2 separate regions of the Oryza sativa genome follow, and region 1 is linked to region 2. Evidence: chromatin contacts called from public ChIA-PET data. All regions are on one chromosome and are shown on one strand. The core of a region is the stretch at or near the end of the contact, and the rest is flanking DNA. Distances in the headings are between cores, read along the strand shown.

Evidence for each region. ChIA-PET counts read pairs in DNA pulled down with a chosen protein or histone mark.
Region 1: a contact with region 2 is called in an H3K9ac ChIA-PET map of seedling, with 7 times the contacts expected there. The contact joins the promoter of LOC4333213 here to the promoter of LOC4333210 in region 2. A contact is called at or near these places in 2 of 15 Hi-C or Micro-C datasets (leaf and panicle) and 3 of 4 datasets of contacts at active chromatin or transcription factors (leaf and seedling).

The regions. Positions count from the first base shown.
Region 1 is chr3:19,091,540-19,096,044 of ASM3414082v1, reverse strand. LOC4333213 (leucine-rich repeat protein 1) reads right to left here and starts at 2,501. Exons shown (of 6, transcript XM_015775744.2): 1 at 2,176-2,501; 2 at 1,577-1,648; 3 at 1,335-1,478; 4 at 911-982; 5 at 747-818; 6 at 61-355. The coding sequence starts at 2,402. The coding sequence ends at 286.
Region 2 is chr3:19,035,500-19,039,615 of ASM3414082v1, reverse strand. It overlaps LOC4333210, which reads right to left and starts at 2,377. Exons shown (of 3, transcript XM_015775718.3): 1 at 2,163-2,377; 2 at 2,000-2,040. The coding sequence starts at 2,235.

The DNA.
Region 1 (4,505 bases), core at 1,252-3,751, 56 kb before region 2:
AATTCGTGTCGCTAGGATTTGCATCACCTAAAAACACGACTGCAGTAAAGCAGCTTGAAATTTACATACATAGTACCTGTATCATGAATATAAGTAAAACTTCTCTGAATACATTCTTTGTTCATGCTGCCTGGGTACATTAACCTTCCCTCTTTAGCTCTGCAGCTCTGCTGCATATGTGAACTCACAACATACATGCTAGCTTTCCTATTTGTACTACTATATTCTTTTCCATTTATCAACGGACGACATGCATTGCTGTGCTACTTCACCAACATGGAGCTCTTAACATCCAAAGTCATAAGGAACCAAACCTTGCAGCTCTGGGCCGTTGAGCCTGTTGTTGTTCTCAAAGCTGCAGAATAAGATGAGTTAGCTGTCAGTTTATGTGAAAGGTCCAGTGGTAATGAGGGATACAAAGGGTGTGTTTAGTTCAAGCCAAAATTGGAAGTTTGGTTGAAATTGGAACGATGTGATGGAAAAGTTGAAAGTTTGTGTGTGTGGGAAAGTTTTGATGTGATGGAAAAATTGGAAGTTTGAAGAATAAGTTTAGAACTAAACTCCGCGAAACTAGTAGCAAAATAGTGACCAAACTTATTTGACTCAAACCATTCCAACAAACTTAACCAATACAAATCACAAATGTCATGTCAATGGGCAATGTAAGAATTAACTGACATTTGTTTTAGTCAAGCATCAAATTCAACCTAATGCATTTCAATAGTAAATTAACTTTTAAGGTATACCTTCGAAGAGGGAAGGTTGAGAAGGGACCGTCAACAGGAATAGTTCCACAGAGGTCATTGTTAGACAAGTCACTACATTTCACAAGAACTTAGAGCAATCAGTATTCAGTAACCATAGAGAGTCAAGGAAATAACTAATTTAAAATAAATAGTTTTATACTCACATGACTTTCAGGTTGGATAGTTTGGCCAGCTCCCTTGGAATTGATCCAGCAAGCTTGTTATTGTTCAACCGCCTGATATCACAAACCAAAAGCTTTCAGTGGTAGCATATGAAACACTGTACAAATATGAATAATGAGTTGAAGCCTACTTCCTTAGTTCCTGTTTCTTTTGATAAAAGTTACTCCTACTTAAATGTGCATTGGTAACATTATCTAACAAAAAATGTGCATTGGTATAAGAAAAAACTACTTAACCATGCATAAAACCAAATGAACAGAGATTTGTGGATTTCATATCAGTTGAAGAAATTGTGATCACAAGCGTCAGGATATTTGGATTCACCGATCATTTATTTGCACTAGACATGACATGACTTCGTATTAAGCAAGAGCTGTAATATAATCAGGTGGTGATGGTACATACATGAATCTCAGCGAGCCGAGCTTGGAAAGCGACTTGGGGATTGTTCCAGTGAGCTTGTTGGCATACAAATCCAAGCTGATCAAATTCTTGAGATTGCCCAATTCTTTTGGGATCTCACCGTTAAGATTGTTCCTGTAGAGCTCCCTGCAAATCAAAATTTGATTTTTACTGATTAAATCATGGTCATATATCCCTTTCTCGCCATTTGAACAGAAAAAAACTTGCACGTAATATGCCCATACAGGTATTGGAGGTTCACAAGACGGCCTAGCTCAGGGCCAATCGAGCCGGAGATGTTGGAGTTTCCTAAATCCCTGAAACATTAACCACAAATAAAATAGTCAGACCATTAAGGATTTAGTGTGCGATCCTTCTGAACACGCGGATTGCTACCTTCTGAACACGATTTTTGCTACCGGAGCAGCAAACCAAGAAATTCGTGAACAAGAAGCAACTCAATTGAAAGACTAAATTAAAGGTCATTTCTTTTGCCAGTCCGCAAATTATAAGTTGACCTGCTATTGCAGAAGAGTTGGTGCGTCGAGATCTTGAACCAAGTGTTGATTTTTGACGAGTTCATCGAACAAATCAAACCAGTAATAACTATACGTAGCTAGCAGCAGATGATCACCTAATTGACTTAATTTAGAATAGACGGAAACTAAGCCCCGACCATTAATCACAGCAGCACGCACAGTTGACAGATTCCAAATTCGATAAGCAAGAGAAGTGGAGAACCAATCAGCAATCTTTCGCACGGTCGGGGACCAAACAATTTGGGCATCGGAGTTGGAAAATCTTGAAGAGGCGGCGGGGGGGTTCGGGAGGGAGAGGAACTCACAGGCGGACGACGCGGCTGGCGTGGTCGCAGGTGACATGGAACCAGGTGCAGGGGTTGACGAGGGTCGGGTCCCAGCTCTGCAGCACGCCGTTGGGATCCGACAGCCTCGTCCGCAGCGCGTACAGCGCGTCCCCCTCGTCGTTGGACGCCCGCGCCGGCGCGGCGAGAAGCAGGACCACGGCCACGGCCACGGCGCCGGCGGCGAGCAGGGACACGCGGGGCGCCATCCGGCCGCGGATAGTCGTAGGTAGAGGCTCTGGCAGTCGGGCTGGCCTCTCCCGCCGGCTATGGCTCCGGTGTGAAAGGGCGAGAGGAGGAAGAAGACTAGTAGAAGAGGGTGAAGGCCCGCTGGTGGTGGTGGTGGTGGTGGCTGGTGGGCGGTGGAAATTTTGGAAAAGTAGGGGATTGCGGTCAACACTTCAACTGCAAGGTCCACGGTCAAACTTGGACCAGGAACAAAGAGGATGCATTTTGCAAGGCTCACCCAGAGGAGGATTTGTCGCCCTTGGGGAACTGCGTTCGAACGTTACAGATAGTATGATCCAATCCACTCTGAATCCGTCTGATATGGTATGGACTTTTAAAAATCCGGTTGATATGGATGTGGATGTAGATAGTATGATGCGGATACGGTATCTATAAAATCCGAATAGGCCGTTTTCCAGATAATTCGTAATTATCAACACATGTAACCACTCTATCTATTGCATGTAACATAAGTTGGTCCATCCAATGGCCTAATTCATCAATTAACCTAGATTTTCTTAGTCTAAGTCTTTCACCGTGTCATGTCACACACTCACACTTGCGCAGTTGTATTTTTAAATTATGGACAACATGAAATGTATTCATGTTGTTTAATGTTGTTTAGCACTTAAGTATGTACTCCCTCCGTCCCATAATATAGCAACCTAGAACTGGATGGGACATTTCATAGTACAACGAATATGGAAACTTTCCGAACCGATTCTGCACAATTTCCGGCATCCGAAATAATCCGCTCCACATCCGCATCTGGACACTATCTGCACCCGCTCCGAATCCACTTGAAAATATGGTTTAGGATATGGTATGACCACTATCCGTCTGAATCCGGTCCGTTTTCACCCCTAGTCACTTAGTTTTTCAGCATAAAAAATGAGATAGATCATTATTGTATAATTAATTAAGTATTAGTTATTGTACATTTAAATTTATTTGATTTATTTTAAGAAGCTTCTATAATAGTTTTGCAAAAAAAAATGTTTAGCAATTTATAAAGCGTGTTACTGAGAAACAAGAAAATTGTAATTTTGAGTTGAAGATTAGAATGGAACCTAAATCCTTATACTTAGGAAATCTATTTTATGCTACTGAGTTTATTCTGGTTCAACAATTTACCATTAACATTGTTTTTTTTATAATACACCGACAACTTTATTAATTATTCTTCAATACGTCATTCAACTTATCTTTTTAGAAAATACCCAAAATACACTTATGGACATAAAAGGTTAAGATTGATTTATCTTATTAGAAGTTTTAAAAAATATGAAATTTTTTAGGTGACATCCTTATACATTATGGAAGTTTGTATATAAGTTTCAAGTTTTTTCATTTGTACTTTTTTTAAATATGTATATATATAACCTATATGTTATATGCTATGTAAAATACATTTTTGTGTTATAGTTTTTAATGTAAATCATCTTTCATATGCTATATAAGATATTTTTGTGCTACTATCTTTTGTGTAAGCAATTTCTCTCTTATATACCCCAAAAAATATTTTTTTCAAAAAATAAAAATACCAAAAAGAACTTAAAACTTATACACAAACTTCCATGTTGTATAAGAAGGCCACATAAATATTTTCATATTATTTTAGAATTTCTAATGAGATAAATTATTTGTTAACATTGTATGTCTATAAGGGTTAAGGGTATTTTTGGGTGTTTCTTTTAAAAAAAAGGTCAGCCCACTGGTATATTGCAAAACAATCGACAGTGTCAATGGCAAATCGTTGAACTGGAACAAACTTAGTACGAACCAAGATGTCGAGTGATGGGTTGGGAAAGATATATTTTCAGGTTATAAGCTTGGCTTCTGCCGATAGTGTACACAATCAATAAGTCGTAAGGCTCAAGAACTCTCTGAAATATAACCTTTGCCAACTGGGTATTGGGTAACATGAGCTGGATATTGTAATTTTCTTTTTACACCTATGATATGTTGGGTTGATTTATCTTCATAACCCTACACATGACTCAAGGCCAAGGGCAAAGCTAGCCGATAATATCAGCGGGGTTAGTTTCATTATATGCCATAGTAAACCTTAATACTAGAAGGTT
Region 2 (4,116 bases), core at 1,128-3,627:
TGCCTGCAAGACTTGCGGCGGAGCGGGCTTGGGCTGCACTTGCGGATAGACTTGAGGTGGGACAAAACCTGCCGAATACTGGAGGATCGGTGCCGAAGCAACCTTGGATCGCCTTGCCGCTTCGTACGCTTGTTGCTGTTCTTGCATTTGGCGAAGCATGTCTTGGAGTCATGCCATGTTTTGCCGCATGGCCTCCATATCGGCTTCGGCTTGTGTTTCAGGGTCGGAGTTGACTTGGACTTGCATGGCAGGGAGCGCAGCTTGGGCCGCTGCTGGCTGCGACGGAGCAGCTTGGGGGACCAGCAGCTGACTTGTCGAAAGGATCTCCGCCCTGGTCTGAAGTGCCCTCGCCACTGCGGTCGCCTTCGCCACGTCATTCACACTCGGCGCCTGCTCAGAGGTGGCACGGGCCGAAGGCAGCAGTGATGGTGCCGGCGCCGAAGCGGACGGTGCCAGCGCCGAAGGAGACGGTGCCGTCGCCAAAGCGGACGGTGCCCCTCCAACCTCGGCGACCGACGCCGAAGGCTCCGCTCCTTCTTCGGCGGCCATGCCCACTCCGGTGTCGCTTTCCTTTCGCCTTGTAACCTTCTCCTTCGCGACCTTCTTCGGTGGCATTCGCTCTCAGTGGTTTCGCTCGGAGGTCCCCACGGTCGGCGCCAGCTGTTGTCGAAACGACAACCGCATACGTCGAAAGACGTCGTTACTCAACAATGGTTGGGAAAGAAACGAAGTGTATTAAATTTTGAATTTTTCTTGGGATCCCCCATTACATGGCCCTAGGGGACTATTTATAGCCCCATTACAGGTTCTTACTACTAGGATTTAGGTTATACGGGGGAATTTACATGGTTGCCCTTATGAAAGGGACGTTTATAGGGTTACATAATGTCAAGAGGACTTATGGGCCCTTGATGGGCCGTCAGGCGACCGTCGGCCCTATAGCCCCTAAGCTTGATGGGCCGAAAAGGCTTCTTCGGCCTTTGCGGGGGCGAACTGGACATGGTGAAGCCGTCCTTCTTCGAGCTGGATGCCAGGGCGAACTGGACATGGCGAAGCCGTCCTTCTTCGCTGGATGCCAGGGCAAACTGGCTATGGCGAAGTCGTCCTTCTTCGGCAGGTACTCACGCGACCCTTCGCCTCGCATCATCCTTGGTTCATAGCCTTCGCCACGGGTTTCGGCAAATTTGGTCGAAGGGCCTCATGCCATCCGCCAACACAGTTCATCAGATTTTTATATGCCAATCAAAAACTAAAACCTGACAACCAAAGAATGTAGACTGAACAAAGTAAGGTTATCTCTATCTTGTAGCAAAAGGGGCAAAACAACATCTTAAACAGTAAACCAGAACTAGCTTGCCATAACACGCAACTGATGCTAAACAAATTTTCTAGATTAATTCAGTGGGATTAGTTTAATTCAATTATACATATCTAGTAGGAGTAGGAAAAAGCTCACTTACGCACTCACAAGTCTCCAACAAGCAGTTACCGACAAGGATAATGAACTACACGCTTCAGCAGGAAAACAGAAACCCGCTGAAGCTTCTTTTTAGGCATGTTGAAGCTAATGTCAATACTAACACGAAGATAGTGTGATGCGTCAATAAGTTACTAGTGACACAGTCAGTTGTAAACTACTAGAATGGCGAAGGCAACCTGTTTCACCAAGTCACATTCAAGGGTGTTCGTTGTCAACATACTTTACAGTTCATCCAATTTTTACATGCCAATTGAAGATTAGAACTGACAACTAAAGAATGTAGATCGGACAAAGTAAAGTTATACTCGTATTTATCTTGCTACTACAAAAGGAAAAGAAAAGGCATCTTAAATAGCCAAACAATCATACGCACATTCATCCTACATGGAGGGAAGGAACCAATTGAAGTTAAAACAACATGCATCCATCAAGCCAAGAAACTAGCATGACCCAACCTAAGTAGAGTGAATCAGGAAGACTATACACATAGATCAAAGAGAACGGATCTGGAGGGCATACCTGGATGTTCATGGCCTTCTTGTTGGTCTCAAGCTGGCTCCCTGCACAAGCACAGAAGGAACCACAGATCCATCAAAATCAACGCCTTCCAGGAAGAACAGGCATGGCAAGAAAGAACAGCAACAGGGAGAGATCGAGCGAGGGAGGGGGGGGGCAAGCGAACCCTTGGCGCCCTTGGCCTTCTCCATGTTGCGCTCGCGGGCCATCCTGGACTTCTGCCCGTTGCCGCCGCCCATCGTGGATGGATCCGGCGCTGGCGATGATGGTGTGAAAGAGGCGTGTGCTCCGCCCGGCGCCGGCCGCCCTCGCGCCCGCTGTGCTCGTCGGTTTGTGGTTCACGGCCTTGGGAGGATTGGGGGATGGCAGACCTCTAAAGGTGGGGGACGCGGAGTGAAAGAAATAGCGTTTTTAATGCGGGTGCGGATGCCTTGTTTTCGGGGTTGTCGAAGGAACTGGGCCGTCTATGGGTGTGTTTTTCACGTTAAAATTAGAAGTTTAGTTGAAATTGAAACGATATAATGAAAAAGTTAAAAGTTTATATGTGTAGGAAAGTTTTGATGTGTTGAAAAAGTTAAAAGTTTAAAGAAAAAGTTTAAACAAGGCATATCTTACTCCCTGTGAAAAAGATAAAGTAGGAGCATACACTGCTCTTTAATGAAAAAGAAGGGCCCCATCTTTTTTATCAAAAATTGCTGAAAATACGCCGTATGACGTATTAAAAAAATAATTTATGAGTAGAATTTTTATATATATGTTTGTAGGGATTTAAATACCAATGTTAAAAGATAAACTTTGAGAAAAATACTTTAAAATTAGGTTTTAAAATTATTCAAATTTTGGCAGCAACTGATTTTGTACAGTGAAGACGATGAGGGTCAAAGAGCAAATTAAATTTCACAACAATACAACTGCTTTGATCAAATTAATGCAAAATTAAATATTAGGGCACCTTTATAACGCAAGACTTTTATATACAATGATAGGAAAAATGTACGATTTGAGTGCCATATCACCTAAAATCCTATGGATAGAAAAAAATAAAAATTGCATGAATGATCTTTTAGATGAAGCATAAAAAAACGTAGGAGTTAGAAGAGAGATTGACACAGATGAATATTTCCAAGAGGTAAAACCTCATATTGAGAACCATTCTTTTTTTTTTTGGTTAAGGCAATCCTAAGAAATTTCAATAGAATTATTAGTGGTTGGATCTACCTCATGGACAGGAACAATTCCACCGGTCTGACCGGCCCAAGGCCCGATCTAACCGGTCATCAGAGGTGTGGTCTGACCGGCGAGAGAGCCACTGGTCAGACCGTGCAACTAGGCGGTCGGACATGCATGATGTCCGGGTAGATCGGCCGCAGCGCTAGAATCTTCACTCCCGGCATGTTGCATGGTCGCCCATCGATTTTGCTAATATGTGATGAATAGGAGCTTGGCTAGTACTCGCAACAGAAGTAGACGGCAAATTGATCGCATGAGAACCGAATTTGGAATTCATAAAAGATACAATCCTCTTATCAAAATAAGAAGTCATAGTATGCTCAAGCTTATTGTTAAAAGTAGCATTAACGATTTTATCTACGGAACTTGCTACAAGCTTTTGAATCGGAAGAATAATATCATCACCGCTTACCTCATGACAGTGACTTTTGGTGTAGAACCGGGCTTACCAACAACTCCTTGACGAGTATTGATGAAGCATCCCGCCAAAAGTGCCTCTTGTGTCGCCTTTAGATGTTGTTCAATCTCCCGTCTTTGCTCCTCATACAAATCCTCCAATGAGATGGGGAGGATATTGGTAGGATCATCTCCAGCTTGGTCATAATGTTGATGAAGATGTCCCCAGCGGAGTTATCAAAAATCGTGTTGGCAACTTCTTTTTGATAAGTAGACAAGCACGATCGGACACCTAAACGCCTTACGATGATTATAGAGTCACCAACCACTTGACCGGTCACATGCCGCCGGTCAAACCGACCCTCAAGCAACAGTCTGACCGGCCAACAAACGGTGGTCAGACCGGCCCTGTGCAGAAAACCCGTGATTTTTTCAAATCTTGACAATTTCTTTAATTTAAATCTACGTGCCAAATTTAAGTGTAACCAATCTAC